Regions from separate parts of the Sus scrofa genome. Here region 2 is linked to region 1. A link is a contact called in public Hi-C data. All regions are on one chromosome and are shown on one strand. Each heading gives the region's core, a stretch centred on a gene start, on an enhancer-like site or on the middle of the called end of the contact. The rest is flanking DNA. Distances are from core to core; before and after follow the strand shown.

The links. A called contact is a pair of places that touch in the nucleus more often than the background predicts.
Region 2: a Hi-C map of skeletal muscle shows a contact between it and region 1, with 5 times the contacts expected there. The contact joins the enhancer-like site here to the promoter of BVES in region 1. A contact is called at or near these places in 1 of 5 promoter capture datasets (liver), 4 of 47 Hi-C or Micro-C datasets (fetal heart ventricle, heart right ventricle and skeletal muscle) and 1 of 2 datasets of contacts at active chromatin or transcription factors (skeletal muscle).

Annotation. Positions count from the first base shown.
Region 1 is chr1:71,355,873-71,363,303 of Sscrofa11.1, forward strand. It overlaps BVES (blood vessel epicardial substance), which reads right to left and starts at 4,383. Exons shown (of 8, transcript NM_001348416.1): 1 at 4,199-4,383; 2 at 129-365. The coding sequence starts at 354. It overlaps LOC106508909, which reads left to right and starts at 3,540. Exons shown (of 6, transcript XM_021084573.1): 1 at 3,540-3,622; 2 at 3,717-3,900; 3 at 4,207-5,088. The coding sequence starts at 3,540. The coding sequence ends at 4,959.
Region 2 is chr1:71,470,307-71,477,737 of Sscrofa11.1, forward strand. No RefSeq gene overlaps it. Among named protein-coding and RNA genes, the nearest start is that of POPDC3, 74 kb to the left of the region's middle. Within about 2 kb of position 4,080, at least 8 of the 83 cell types and tissues checked have an H3K27ac peak or open chromatin away from gene starts, as enhancers often do. A contact at or near this core is called in skeletal muscle, where this site is marked.

The DNA of each region.
Region 1 (7,431 bases), core at 3,133-5,632:
TGTTAATGAAGACTTAATTTTTTGGTATGCTATAGACCTGACAGAGGAGTACTCAGAAGCCCCCCATACAAAGTCCATCTAATGCCAGTTATAGAAAGGTTACATAAAATCTCAGTTAGGTATCTTACCTATAGTTAACATTCCCCTAAGAAGTATCATATGAAGGTGAAGAGTAGTTGGAAGAACCAACCCAATGGCAAAAAAAATATTTGCTACATGAAACACTAGATGATGTATCTCTCGCCAGTTTTCGCAGGTGGTCTCATTGGAAGGCACAGGTGTGATACTTCCTAACTCAGGTGTGAAACCTATGGCTGTTGATTCTGCCAATGGGCTGGACTCGGTGTAATTCATCTTGAAAATTCCTATAAAAACAAACAAAAGGAAGATAAAAAAATGACAGCTGTATTTTATCACCCCAATGGGTGTTACACCAAATTATTTCTGTGACCTAAATGTTAATGAATAGATTTCTCTGGTGTTTATGAATTAGGCCCAGGTTCAAATCCCGGCTCTGTCACATTTTAAATATATCCTTATCAGTTAATGATAATACTTCACTGACTTTATGATTAAATGAAATATATAAAATACTTAGCATAGTGTACTACTATTCCTTGACATAGATATATGTCTATAGATAGATATATATCTCCATATATTTATATACTTGTATCTAAACATACTTGGAGGAGAGAGGAATAAGGGAATTAACTAGTCTCAAAGACAAAAACCAATGTTCATAAACCACAGCAATTACAAAGTTATTTATCATAGCTTTCCATCATAGTCCCACTGGTGACACTGACTCCAACCAAACACAGGAAAAATAACTAGAAAAACAGATTTTTTTTCATACTTTCAAAAAAAATTAACACCCTATTATTTACTATTTGAAGGCTTAGGATATTTGGAAGGTTCTAATTTTATGCTGTTGTTAAATCACTATGTAATACATATATACATTCCATGTTCTCGCATATGCACATGGTAAATACATTATTTATTTATAGAGAGTCTCTGTAGAGAGAGACTTTACATTTACTCCTTCTCTACCTGCCTAAAGATCTAAAAATAATAAATAAAAATCTACTTTCTTTCCCATAAAAATTCTAACTGGTAGCATCTCACAAATTGGAAAGTAGTAAATTTCCTTACATGGAGGAGGAGTCGTGAATGTACATTTGCCTACTTAGTATTAGAATCTGTAGCAAATACATTTCAAAGAATATACATTTTACACATGCCTACCTAAGCCTTAATGCAAAGGGCCATTATTTCCTGACTATATGATCTGTCTTTGTTTCCTGGTACTTAAAAAAACTCTTCCTATTATTAATTATACAAATTGGCCCCTGTCAAAAATTATGTAGTTTTACAGAATGTTTGAATTGCTCTGTTTCAGAGAAAGAATTCCAAACAGGGACCCAAAATACCTTTAGATTGAATTTAGAAATATGAATTTCTTTCCAAAGAAGAGTGTGCCATAAGCCTTACTTTTCCATTTTTTTTATTACTAAAAAAAAACAAAACAAAAAAAAACAAAACAAAAAAAAACTAAAGGTTTTAGGTGGTAGAATAAATTGCATTGGGTTGGGCTTTTTGAAAGGATGTTAACAGATTAATGTGAAATAATTCCATATCTCTTAAGATAATGGAAAAACATACATACCCAAATTTATAAATTATGAATGAAATGATCAAGTCAATTAAAGAGCTCTTTCTATAATTCTAAAACAGATCATAAATACGAGAAATAGCTGAATTAGATATAGATTTGGTACAAAAAGGAAAGAAATCATAAAAGTTCAACTACTTTCCAAGTGTTTTTTTCACGTCAGTATACTTGATGTGTATTACATAAGTTATAGGTGCACAATCTAGTGATTTACAATTTTTAAAGGCTATCATTTATAGTTATAATAAAATACTGGCTATATTCCCTTCTTAATCCCCTTCTTTCCAAATGTTTGAGACAATAAAAATATAAGCCTATTGGGATGGGGAGGCATCATTATTTCAAAAACTCAATTTATAAAAAGTTTGTTTTCAAGAACCAAGCCAGACTCAATCTCATCATTTCTTCAGGAGGAAGAATGATATTAAATGTCCTGCAATACTCATGATGTCAACATTAGCTTATGCATTAGCATTATGTAAGCTAATAATAATTACCATTTCTAGGCAGTTTAGAAGGTGCTTTCACTCCCACTGTCCCATTTGTTCCTCTAATTACCCTATGTTCTTTATGGGGCAGGGACAGTGTCACATTCGTCTAGGTATATCCAAGGCCTAGACTCTGCAGAGAATGCCAGAGGCAGACGTGAAAGCCATATGGAAGAAGTTACAAAAGAATGACAAACACTTTTGGAAATTACTTTTCGGTCGCCCCAAACCTCAGTGGTAAAGACAAGAGAGTACCAAGCCTTCCTGAGGTTGAGAGGGTGAGGTTCTATACCACAAGCCCCAGGGAGACACATAAGCCAGGGGAAGTCACTTCTGCTCCTTGGGTCACCTTTTTCCTCGGAATTGAGACAACTGGATATGTTATCTTTGAAAGCCCTCCCAGTTTTACTAGTCTGTGGCTCTAACTCATATTTCTATAGTCAGTTAATGAATACATATTCCCCTTTAGATTCACTTATTACACCTACTGCCAACTAAACCACTGTAATTAAATTTCAAGCTTTTAAAAGTTCTCCAAGTGGCACTAAAGAATTAATTTCTGGTCAAGAGAAATGACAGGAAAACTATGATCTACTAACCCAAGAACCAAGGACACAGTAATATGAATCTTTAAAAGATGAGATAATCCTACAACACATTTTGATGCACCGCAATGTATTAAAAATATATAGTCCATATATTCATTTTATTTTCTCTATGTATTACATATTGCATAGTAATTAACATAATATATGATTCATTTTTGTATGTTTATAACATACAAAGTCTATTATTTACCTATGTATACTTACCTGTGTCTCTATTTTGAAACACCAGTAACCTATTGTCAATAAATATCGATCGGATCTTGCCGATTTCAGCTTCTTTTGACCACTACTTAAAGGAATTATGTGGCTTAAGCTGAACTATCCTTTATGCTGAGAACGAATTGATCTAACAAGGAAAAGTTAGACAGGTAAGTTGAGAAACGTTCAGATTAATTTTGACGAAATCAAGGCAAATTTTCTTTCTCCTATTAGTTCCCGGAGTCAAATTCCTTAAAGTCCCTGTTCTAGTAAAGTCCTGTATATCTACTGGTTTTCAAATAGGTGTGTGCAGGGCTGAACAGATAAAGGCGGAACTAACATTAACCCTTCACCAACCTACAGAATTGAAAAAGGTAACAGCGGTGAGCAAAAGTGGTGCTGGTAGACTCGCTCAATTCATTCTGCAATTCTAACTGAACCTTGGCATATCTTCGGAATGGCAAAAGGCATTAAGTTGCTAAGAGTCTTTTCACACTTATTCTTGCCTCAAAGCCAACAGTTTCTGGGACTTGTCCGGCCAGCAACCGGTTTCCTAAAGCCTCAAAAATGAAGGCGCGGGTGGATCACGGGTTCTCCAGCTATCTGCGCTCCCCAGGCGCCCTGTTCACCTTGCTCCTTAATGAGAGAGGGTCAGTGTCAGCTCTTCTTGACCCGAAGCTCTCGGGCTCCGGGGTGTGGGTAGTGAGCGCCTTGACCCACTTCGCATTCCCTGCGCCAAGCCAGGGCGGGCGGTACCGTGCGCCTAGCGGCCCTACAGGGGGCGAGGAGGAGCCGTAGTAGGTTCGCGGACCGGGAGCCCCGGGAGCCTCGCCGGGAGAGGAAAGGCCAGGCTCATCCACGGCTTGAGGGCAGCAGAGCGCGGGAATGGCCACCCGATGAGGCCGGAGCGCCCGAGGACGCTGGCGCTGTCAGACCCGAGTGGCGGCAGCTGACACCTGAGGGTCTCTGAGCGCGAAGCCCAAAACCGGGGTGAAGGGCGGCTTCCAAGGACAGGGAACCCCGGGAAGGCGCGGCTAGAAAGGCGAGGGCGGGGATCCCGGCGGCCGAGGCTTGGAAAACAGGCAGCCGCTGCCCGGGAGTGCAAAGTTGCTCCCAACCGAGCAGGGATCCAACTTTCGGTTCCCGATTTAGCCGGGGGAGAGCTGGGCTGCAAACAGCCGGGCGCGCTGGGGGAGCCGCCGACAGCTGCGCCTCCCGCTCCTTACCTGGCTAGTCCCTGGAGCAGAGCCTGGGCGGCGCTGGCCAAAGTTTGGGGAGTCAGCGGCGGGACGCGAGGGACACGGACGCGACGGCTCGACGGGCGCCAGACGCGAAAGCCTCGGCGGATCCGCGGGTCAGAAGGCTGCTGCGCGGATGCCGGGTCCCAGCGCTGGCAGCGGCTTTGACTAAAATAGGCATAGCGGAGACCGCAGCCAGGGCTGGGGCCGCACCGCGCACGCGCCCGGCGCCCCGGCGCCCCCCGGCGGGCGGAGTCCCCGGCCTTGGCCAGGACTCCCCGCCCGGCTCTTCCAAGTCGCCGCCGCGTCTGCACAAGCGTGGTACATTTGAAACACCCGCTTCTTTCTTTCCTGGTTTCCTCCCTACTTCTCGGTTCTGTCCTTGTTTGGGCATGAGTGGGGGGCGAGGAGCGTTTTGGGGTCAGCGGCGTTGGTTGCTCATCTCCGTGGGGATAACTCGAGCAACAGGGTTCTCGCAGAGAGAGCAATCAGGAATAGAAGAACTAGATCCTTCTTTTCCCCACAAAATCAAACGACCCATTCGCACAATTCCTTTCTGGGACAAACGCCAGCATCTCCGCACAAGCCGGAAGAACCGGGAGAGTGCGCAATCGGCGTCCGAGCATGGCAGCGAAGGTTGGCCGTTTGGTCCACAGGGACGCGGGACAGCGCCTCCGGGGACCCGGCAAGGAGCGGGAGCAAGCCAGCCCTGCTGCTGCAGGGGCACTTGGAAGGGCGCGTCGACCTGAGCCACGGTTTTATTTCCATAGAAGGAGGATACTTATCCGAAATTTACATTCTCGTGGAGGCGCCTGGCCCTCAGCTGTAGGCAAAGCTCCATCTGAATCTGGCACGTGTGTTTGGCATTGAAAACCAAGGTATGAAAGTATGGTCCAATCCATCATTACTTTTATAGAGGATCGTTCTTTTGGGTGAGGAATGCTGGGTGAATTAATGAAGAATTGGTATAGGGGAGGAGTTGGAGGACAAAAGAGTAAGTAAGGTTAGCTAGGCATTCAGTTTCCAGCCAGAAGTGTCCCGTGGACGGATAGAATTTGTGCTGATTATAAGAAGATGAGGTTTTTCCTGCGTGCCAAACATGACCTAAAGACCACAAGTACGTTATAAAGTGAGTACCTGGGTGTGCACACGCGCCAAGTCTGTCTAGTGGAGAAGCAGCGTCTTCAAGAACCTGGGCGATAGTGCTGCACAGGCCAGGTTTGAATCCTGCCTCTGCTACCAACTGACTGTGTGACCTTGGGGAAGTTACGTGGCTTTTCTGTGTCTGTTTCCTCTTGTGTTGAGGACTAAATGGCTAGATATATATAAGAGGCTTAGAATGGTGTGTGGTACATAGTAAATTCTATGTATGTGAATATATATTCTACTTACAAAGCTCTGTCTCTCACATTTGAAATTTGCTCTAACGGCCCAAGATTCATTTTCAAGGCTGCTTCTTCAGAGTCTTTTTCTTTTTAGCTGCTTGGCCAGCCATTTTGATAGCTACCACTACGTACATATTAAGTAAGGTTTAGTAATAAATGTGCATAAATCTATCTTTGCATGGATATTTGAGGATGGCTTATAATGACAAACACTGGAAATAATCTAAATTCTAACTATAGGGGACTAAGTAAATTATAGGACATCCAAACAATCTTGTTCTAAGCAGCCATTAAAATTGATTTATAAACAGATATTAGAGACATAATAACATCTGCTAATTATATAGAACAGAGGTTAGCAAACTCTGGCTCAAAGGCCTAGTCCACTGCCGATTTTTGCACAGCTCATGAGCTAAAATGGTTTTTACATTTTTTAATGGTCCAAATCACCAAAAGAAGAGTATTTCATGACATGTGAAAACGATATGAAACTCAAATTCACTGTCCATAAAGTTTAACTGGAACCCAGCCCCACGCTCGTTCATTTATGGCTGCTTTTGTGCCAAAAGGCAGCATTGAGGAGTTGTGGCAGAAACTATATGAACTTGCAAGGCCTAAAATATTTACAATCTGGGTCTTTACTGAAAAAAAGTGTACTGCCCCTTGATAGAGGATGTATTTTGTGCCAGGCAGTATTATACATGGTTCAGATATATTAAGCCATTGAATCCTCATGGAAAACTCTGTGAAGAAGTAGCTTCTGTTATTAATCTCCATTTTATAGCCAGGAAACTAAGATAACAGCAAGGTCGAGTAGGCTGCTCAGGCTCACACAGCTAGTGAGAAGCTGGGCCAGGATGTTAACCGGGCAGTGTAGTTCTGGAACTTACACTCTCGTCCGCTACCTATATAGTTTCTGCCACCTTCTATCACTGCCTACACTGCCTCCTGTACAAAGATGTTAAATAGAAAAAGGCAAGTTACAAGAGTGAGAAGAACATGACAACTCATCCATGATGTTAAAAGACTAAAATGCTTATGTTCCTTGCCTCAGAGTGTTGAGATTATAAATGATTTTTCATTTTTCCCTCCTTCCTTCCTTTCCACCTTCTCCCCCTCTCTCTTATCTCCCTCCTTTCTTCTCTCCCGTCCTTCCTCTCTCCCTCTTCATCTTCTAACTTCTGCTCTTCCTCCTGCTTCTTTTTTAAATTGAAGTATAGTTGATTTACAATGCCGTGTTAATTTCTGCTGTACAGCAAAGTGATTCAGTTATACATATATCTATTTATACATTTTTAAAGTATATATATATATAGAGAGAGACAGACAGACAGAGAGAGGGAGAGACAGAGAGTCCTTTTAGGGCCACACTCGCCCTAAATGGAAGTTCCCGGGCTAGGATTGAATTGGAGCTGCAGCTGCCGGCCTGCACCACAGCCACAGCAATGTGGGATCTGAGCCATGTCTGTGACCTGTGCCTCGGCTCATGGCAATGCTGGATCCTTGACTGACTGAGCGGAGCCAGGGATCAAACCTGCATCCTCAGGGATACTAGTTGGGTTCGTTATCACTGAGCCACAGTGGGAACGCCATATTCTTTTCCATTATGGTTAAATCTCAGAATATTGAATATAGTTCCCTGTGCTGTACAGTAGGACCTTGTTTATCCATTCTATGTGTAATAGTTTGCATCTGCTAATCCCAAACTCTCTGTCCATCCCTCCACCACCCCCTCCTCCTGCTTCTTCTGTTTAATTTTCTATGATGATTACATGTTACTTTTGTAATAATTTAAACTCATATTTACTAAAATTGTAGAGCCCAGTTCTGGCTTTG
Region 2 (7,431 bases), core at 2,830-5,329, 110 kb after region 1:
AACAAAAAACCCAAAGCAATAAAAAAAACAAAAAATCCAAAACCAGAACAGAACATAACGAAACAAAACAACAACTGCTTGACTCCATCTCCCAATAGAGTCATTACTGCATTTCCTTACTTCCCATTACATCAACATTCTTTGAAATATTTCTCTGTACCTCACATTTTTCTGTTTACTCTCCTCTCTTGAGCCAACTCCATGTAGGTTTTTGTCTCTTCCACTTTTCAGAGACACGTAGCAGTCACCCGTGACTTCCATGTTACCAAATTCAATGGCCAATTCTCAGTTCACATGGTTTTTAACCCCTCAGGAGCATTTGATACAATTGTCACTCTCTCTTTGACATTTAATTCACTTGGCTTTCACTGTTTACTTCTCTTTCGTTTGTCTTCCGACATCCTGGGGCTCCTCCTCAGTTTCCTTTGAGGGCTCTTTTCAACTTCCTGACCACTAAATGGTGGAGGGCTTCAGAGCTCAGACTTCAGACTCTTCTGTTTTCTACCTGCACCCCCCCCATGTGGTTTTATTTAATTATATTCCATCACTACAATGACAGATCTCAGCTCAGAATGACAGCTCAGTACACCCAACTGTCTGGTGGACATTTAGGTTTGGTTGTCTAAAGGGCATTTCAAACTTAATATTGTTTAGTACTATACTCTTTATGTTTCTCTTAAAACTGCTTTTTTTTTTTTTCCATTCCTTTTCCATCTTATTAAATGGTCTGGCCAAAATCTTAGAGTCATCCTTAAATTTTTTTTTTTAAATATTCTATAGTCAATCAATCAGCAAATGCCTCTCAGTTCCATTTCTACTGCTACCATCTTTGTCCAGTCTACTGTTAATGCTCACCCATATTATTGCAATAGATTCTAAATCAGTCAAAGACTGAATCTGGCTATGAGGAAATTGTTCACAAAAATGCTCTTTTCTTGGACTAGGATTGTTCAGATAGTAAAGGGTCTTTAATGCCACAAATAAATAATGGGATTATCTTGCTGTAAGATCTCTTTCCCAGCATAATCATAGTAAGGACTTTTTTAAGCTTTTCACTAGGAAAGTTTTCTTTTTTTTAATTGTGGTACAGTTGATTTATACTGTTGTGTGAGGCAACAAGGATTTTTGATTGCTTCTCTTTCCTAACACTATTCATCCTCACCTTTGTGAACAAGGGAAAGAACTGCTAGCTCACTCCTCATTTTCCCTAAAGGACTGTTCCTAATTCTTAATTTGCTTCACCAGGACAGGCCTATGACCTCCTGTTTTTCTTTCCATATATACAGTGCTACAAAAGGCGCTGCTGAAGAATGGCTTGGTTTGACCCTGCTATCCCACACCTTCAATAAGCTGAAATTGTGGGGAGCAGAGGCAGCCATAGCCTGACCCTTGCTTGCCCCCTCTGGGAGCTGAATACTGTGGCACTCATTAAATATTCAGCAATCTATTCCCAGTTTAAAACAAACAGAGGTGATCTTTTCAAACCATCTAGTGGATCTGCATTACAACTGAAGAATGACTTTCCTGCTTCATTAAACATTTAGGTCACTCCTAGGCTTGGGGGGCTGCCTGTCATGGTGACAGCAGGCAGAGTACAGCAGTGCAACTCCCTTCCTGATGCAAGAAAACTCCCCTCACATTCTTACTGATGATTTTATTTATTTATTTATCTACTTTGGCAAAGATGACAAGAAGGAGGATGAAAGTATCCTCTAATTCCCAGGAAGTTGGCATGTGTTCTCAAGACACAAGTGTTAGGGCTATCTCATATGCAGGGTGTTTAACAATTGCATTATAACCATTTATTTCACTTTGGAAAGGCATTCTCTCCTACTCTGTAATCATGGTGAAAGCATCAGGGATGTCTAAGAACTGAACTAAAACCATTCGTACATTATTAGTCATACTAGTGATAGTCATACTCATGATGACCTAAAACAGGCACTAAACGTTTAAGCTTGTCTGGTACCTTCAACTTTCACCTTTACCTTGGGAGCTGTTGGAACTTCCTACATTTTACCATTATTATTTGAAGATTATAATTTTGTCATACAATTGTTTTAAGAGCCCATCTATGATCTGGGTTGTCAACTGCTGCTTTTGTAGCATATATTTGACGTCCCTGAGTAAGCGCTGGGCGCACTGGGGTTTCAGAGAACCCATGCTCGCACTGAACTAGTTAAATAATAATGAAAACTGCAACTGCTGTATACTTGCAAAGTGCTTTAAAATTGTGCTCATAACACTTTTTTAAATTTATGAGACAACTTTGCCTTTCTTCTTTCTCCCCTAAAAGCAACGAAAATGTAAAAGATATTAAGTATGAAGGAACTCATGTTAAATATAAGGTCTCAAATTATTTTGTTTCCTTTCACTGTCTCTCCAGCTTCCATCAATTTTTTTCTTGCATTGGCACCTCCTCTGCGTGGTCCCACAGAGCCAACCTCAAAAAGGCTTTGGGAGTAGATCATGTGCTGTTTCAGTTTTTGTTCAAATTCTACCTTGGAGCAGGGAGGGGTTTTTTTTTTTTATTGGTTTTAATGCAGTGTGTCATAGAAGACATTTTAGGGGATAACTTGACTTTGGCCTAATTCTTCTGCTTTCTGTTGATTCTTAAATATCATTTAGCAATGCCATTTTTAAACTGAATATGATCTCAGAGATTATCTAACTTCCTTCTTTTATAGATGTGAATCCGAGGTCTAGACAAGTGACATGCACTGTCTGAGGATTGTCTCAGGTCCTCAATTTTCTCAATCTATTTTCTATCCCATAGCATAAGTGTTTCCTATTTGTCATCAGCCCCCTGGCCTTTATGAGGCTCCACTTTGTTCCACTTACCATGACCTTTTGAGGGGCATGCCTTTCTGGGTTGTACATATGTCTCTCCCACTCCATGTTATTTCTCCAGCTTCGTTACATTGTGTCAGGGCATTGGGGGTGGGTGTTTGACCCTTGACCTCCAGATCTTGTCATCCTCTGCCTTATACAAATTTATTTAACTGAGACGAGATTATGTATAAGTAATGCCCGACTTCCTCTGATAGTAGAGCCAAGAAGTGTTTTCTGAGTCTTCGTCCTCATTTGAGCTGCCTACAAAGATTTCCATCCATTGGATCTCCATACCTTGTTCTGATGAGTCACGTAGAACAAACACACAGTAAGTTGACACCGAGAAACGGCTTAGGGTAAGTTTTGTTTTCCTTCCTTCAGTTAATGTCCAAAGTCACCCTTGCTCTTGCATTCTTATACTGTAGATTTCCTTCTTCGTGTTCTTTCAATTTAAAACCTGTGATGGGAATTTTCACTGGCCCAGCTCCCATGCATACATCTTCAATAAAGAACCATGTCTCCACTTTCTTTTGTGGCTTTTCATTTTTTGCTTTGTTGACTGTTGTTTTACACTCTCTGGGTTATCAGATCTGAATGGCAAGCCAGAACACCGATGTATTCATTTGCATGGAGACATAAAACACTCAGAATCAGCATCCCTTTCCCTGGACAGGGCTGACTCACCCTCACACACCTGTCCCCTTGACTTGCCTTTTCTAGGCTTTGGGCTGAACAACAGTTTCCTAAGCATGCTGCTTCTTGCTGTCAGACCTGTGGTTCAGTGGCATAAAGTACACTGGCCACATTCCAGACTCAGATCTGTACCCTGGTCACCGTGATAGGGCTCTGCCAGCTCCTGGCACATGACATGAAATAAGAAACCCTTAGGTGTTTATTTAAGTGGATCTATTTTAATTTCCAAGTACCAAGCAGCAACATTTCCCCAACAAATACTTGGGTGGCTTATTCTCTCTTCTGCTTGATTTCTCCCATTTTATTTATTAGCTTCCTTCTGAAGGTGCCCCTCATCTCCTTCTTTAGAGGATTTATTTCAAGTTTATCAAATACAATAACAATTTCTAGATCTGTTCATTTTTTATTTTTGTTTTTATTTTTTATGGCTGTACCTAGCGCATATGTACATTCCCAGGCCAGGAGTCAAATCAGAGCTGCAGCTGCAGGCCTACACCAAGGCATGGAGACACCAGATCTGAGCCACATCTTGTGGCAAGGCCAGATCCTTAACCCACTGAGCGAAGCCAGGGATCAAACCCGCATTCCCACAGATACAATGTCGGGTCCTTAACCCACTGAGCCACAACAGGAACTCTTAGATCTAATGTTTAGGAATGTCAGTGGTCTTCAGGGCCAATATTCTCCCTATTTGCTTGTACAATTAATTCTTGCCAGCTCTCCTTATTTCATTGTGCTTTTCTTTCGGTCACAGCTCTCTGTGGACCCCTCTCTGGCTTCCATCTGGGTGAATACTGGGGCTAAAGCACATGGTCTCAAGTTTCATGGCACAACAGCAACCTTCCTCTCCACTTATCTGCTCTCCAAAGCACATGCCTCTCTCAATCAGCAACTTAGAATAGCACAGAGAACGTCAGCAGGCTTCTAAGCTAGCTACTGTTGTCTCTTCCTGGCTCCGGTCCACCAGCCAGCTTCTAACAGATCGTGGCCTAGAGATGTGCCATTTAGTCTGAGGGCCCTGCTAGTACCTCAGCCTCCTCCACTTGATCAGAAGCCAATGGCCTTGAACCATAATGATTTGTTTCGAGGTGGTTTAATTGCTGGTCATTAGGAGAACTCAGTTTCATGGAAGCCACTCCTGTATTGGCTGTAGAACAACTTAAGGGCATTTCTAGCATGTGACTCAGTGTCACCTGGATGAGAGCTTGTGTGAGGAGTGTCCTTTAGGATCCACCATCAGCACTTCCATGGCATCTTGTTTTCCATTGTTGCACAACTAGTTTTATAGTTGCTCATCTCCCCTCTCTGCTCCCTCCCTAGACTGTACATTCCTGGCACCCAGCCCCTGACTTACTCATCCTACATTGCCTGTAGCCCTGTGTCTGGAAGGAATTGTCTGAAATGTCTGTAAAGGCATTTCACAAAATATTTCATAGAACTGTGGTTGAGAATGTGCAGAATCTTTGAAGGATGGTCAAGAGCTGTTGGGGCAGCAGAAGACCTTTCTGCAGCTGTCAGAGGTTTGAAAAGCTGAAGTTCTTACAGTAAGGAAGGCATCATCTTTTGAAATAGTATTTAAAGAGAAGGAGTTTGGAGGTTCTTGTTGTGGCTCAGCGGTTTCCAACCTGACGAGTATCCATGAGGATGCAGGTTTGATCCCTGGTCTTGCTCAGTGGGCTAAGGATCCAGTGTTGCCGTGAGCCATGGTGTAGGTCGCAGATGTGGCTCAGATCCCGTGCTGCTGTGGCTGTGGTGTAGGCTGGCAGCTGCAGCTCTGATTCGACCCATAGCCTGGGAACTTCCATATGCTGCATGTGTGGCCCTAAAAAGACAAAAAAATAAAAATAAAAAATAAAGAGAAGGGGTATATGTGCTTCGATCCAGTTGTCTTGTAATCTACACATGACCATGGGATAGGAGGTGATGTGGTAAAACAAAAAGCCACATGCCTTGCTTCCCCTGCAACTAATCCGTGCTTTCCCCAAGTTCCCCATTTAATGTAGTCTTCTGAGGGGAGATTTTAAGTTCTGTTTAATCAGAAGAAAGGAAATGTGAGGTGGAGAGAGAGACTGTTACAGTGGGAGATGTGTCTTTCTGGAGAATGTGTATATTCTTGGAAAAAAATAAAGTGCAGATTTGCATTTTCTGACCGGAAATATCTGGTTTGCCCTGAGGGAAGATTCGGAGCACCACAGCAGGCGTACAAAGAGAAAGATTCGATATCTGGCCTTTGACACCTGGAGGAGGACTTCTGGGTCTGCAGAAAAACATTTGATTTCAAAGGCAATCTTTGTGGAAAGAGCATTTCTTCTGCATCTACCAAGAGCTGTCCTGTGGACTAAATCGTGAGAAAAGCCTGGGAGAGAGAGAAGTCAGTGTATGACTTAGAAGAGGAGGCATGTGTGAAGTGGAAGGAAAACAGAGTGAGAGGAGACAGGTGGTGAGACCCGTGTCTTCAGCACTCCTCTTTGGGCTGATATCCAGGAGCCCCGGGAAATAGGTGGACCCCAAAGCAAAGACCAAACAAAGGGCTCTGTGCCCTGCATCCTTCCGGGTCCCCAGGAGGCTGGCAAGATCCCCTGGTAGGCACATCCACCACCCGCCACAATGCAGCCCTAAAGGAGAAGTTGGCTTGGCAGACAGGCCCAGGAAGCTCCCAGCTGTCCCAGCCTGCCAGAGGTGTGCAGGGAGCCAGCGGTCCTCAGTGGCCCACTGAAGACTTTCAGAGATTCTGGGAGGGCAGAGGACTGTTTGGAACCTGAGTCAGGGTGAAGAAGCTATAGATGGAGGGGAAATGGCCAGCATGCTGGAGCCAGCAGGTGGGTGACTGAATGCTGTCCCCAGGGGGCAGACCAATGGTCTCGCTGAGCCCCAGCAGTTGCCAGTGGAGGACATGAGCAGGATATTACCATGTCGTAGAGGCTGGACCTGAGGAGGAGGCTGGAGAGAGACCAGCTGGAGGAAGACGGGAAGAAGATTCTTAGTGAGGGAAGATGCCACCCACTGCATTGTGTGTATATTAAGTCCTTTGAGCTAAACAATTTTTTTTTTTTTTTTTTTTTTTTTTTTTTTGTGGCTGTAGAAGCTGCAGCTCCTGAAGTTTAGAGTCACTTATCGCAGTCCTGGTGGACTCAGGGCAAAAATTCAGCGCTCCGCTCTAGCAGTTCATCCAGCAATTCAGCATTGCTTTCTCTGCTCCTCTGAAGCATTTTATGTTTTATGGTTTTTACTTGTAGATGTCTTGTTTAATTTTGAAAAATACTCAGAGATCTTCCAAGATCCACATTCCAAACAAATAAAATGCAGTGTGGTTTGGTGCTGTGGTAATGACTCAATCAATCCACCTTTTCATAGAAAGGCTATAGTAATCCCAAATGAAAAATTCCACACCAGATGAAAGTGGCTTTGGGAAAAACCCCTGATTCATTCTCTAGCTGATTTTATGACTCACTCATTTGGAGCTTATTGGATTTACAGTTTAGACTCTACTCTCAAGAGGAAATAGTTAAACATAGCAGAATACTGAATTTTCAAGGCATCGCTCTTCATGTATTTTCCATTTTCCTGTGCTTAAGTCTGTGACAAAGCTCTATCTCAACACCTGTATTTTCCTCATTAATTGACCAAAACAGAAAATATGACCCAAAGAAACTCCATCCCTTAATCAAGATTTTGTCATAGTTTATGTTGTTTTTCTTACCAGATAAAAAATGTGGGAGTTCGTGTTGTGGCTCTGTGGTAACCAACCCCACTAGGTTCGAGTGGCCTTGCTCAGTGGGTCAGGAATCTGGTGTTGCCATGAGCTGAGGTGTGGTCACAGACACGGCTTGGATCCTGCATTGCTGCAGCTGTGGCACAGGCTGGCATCTGCATCTCCAGTTCAACCCCCTAGCCTGGGAACTTCCA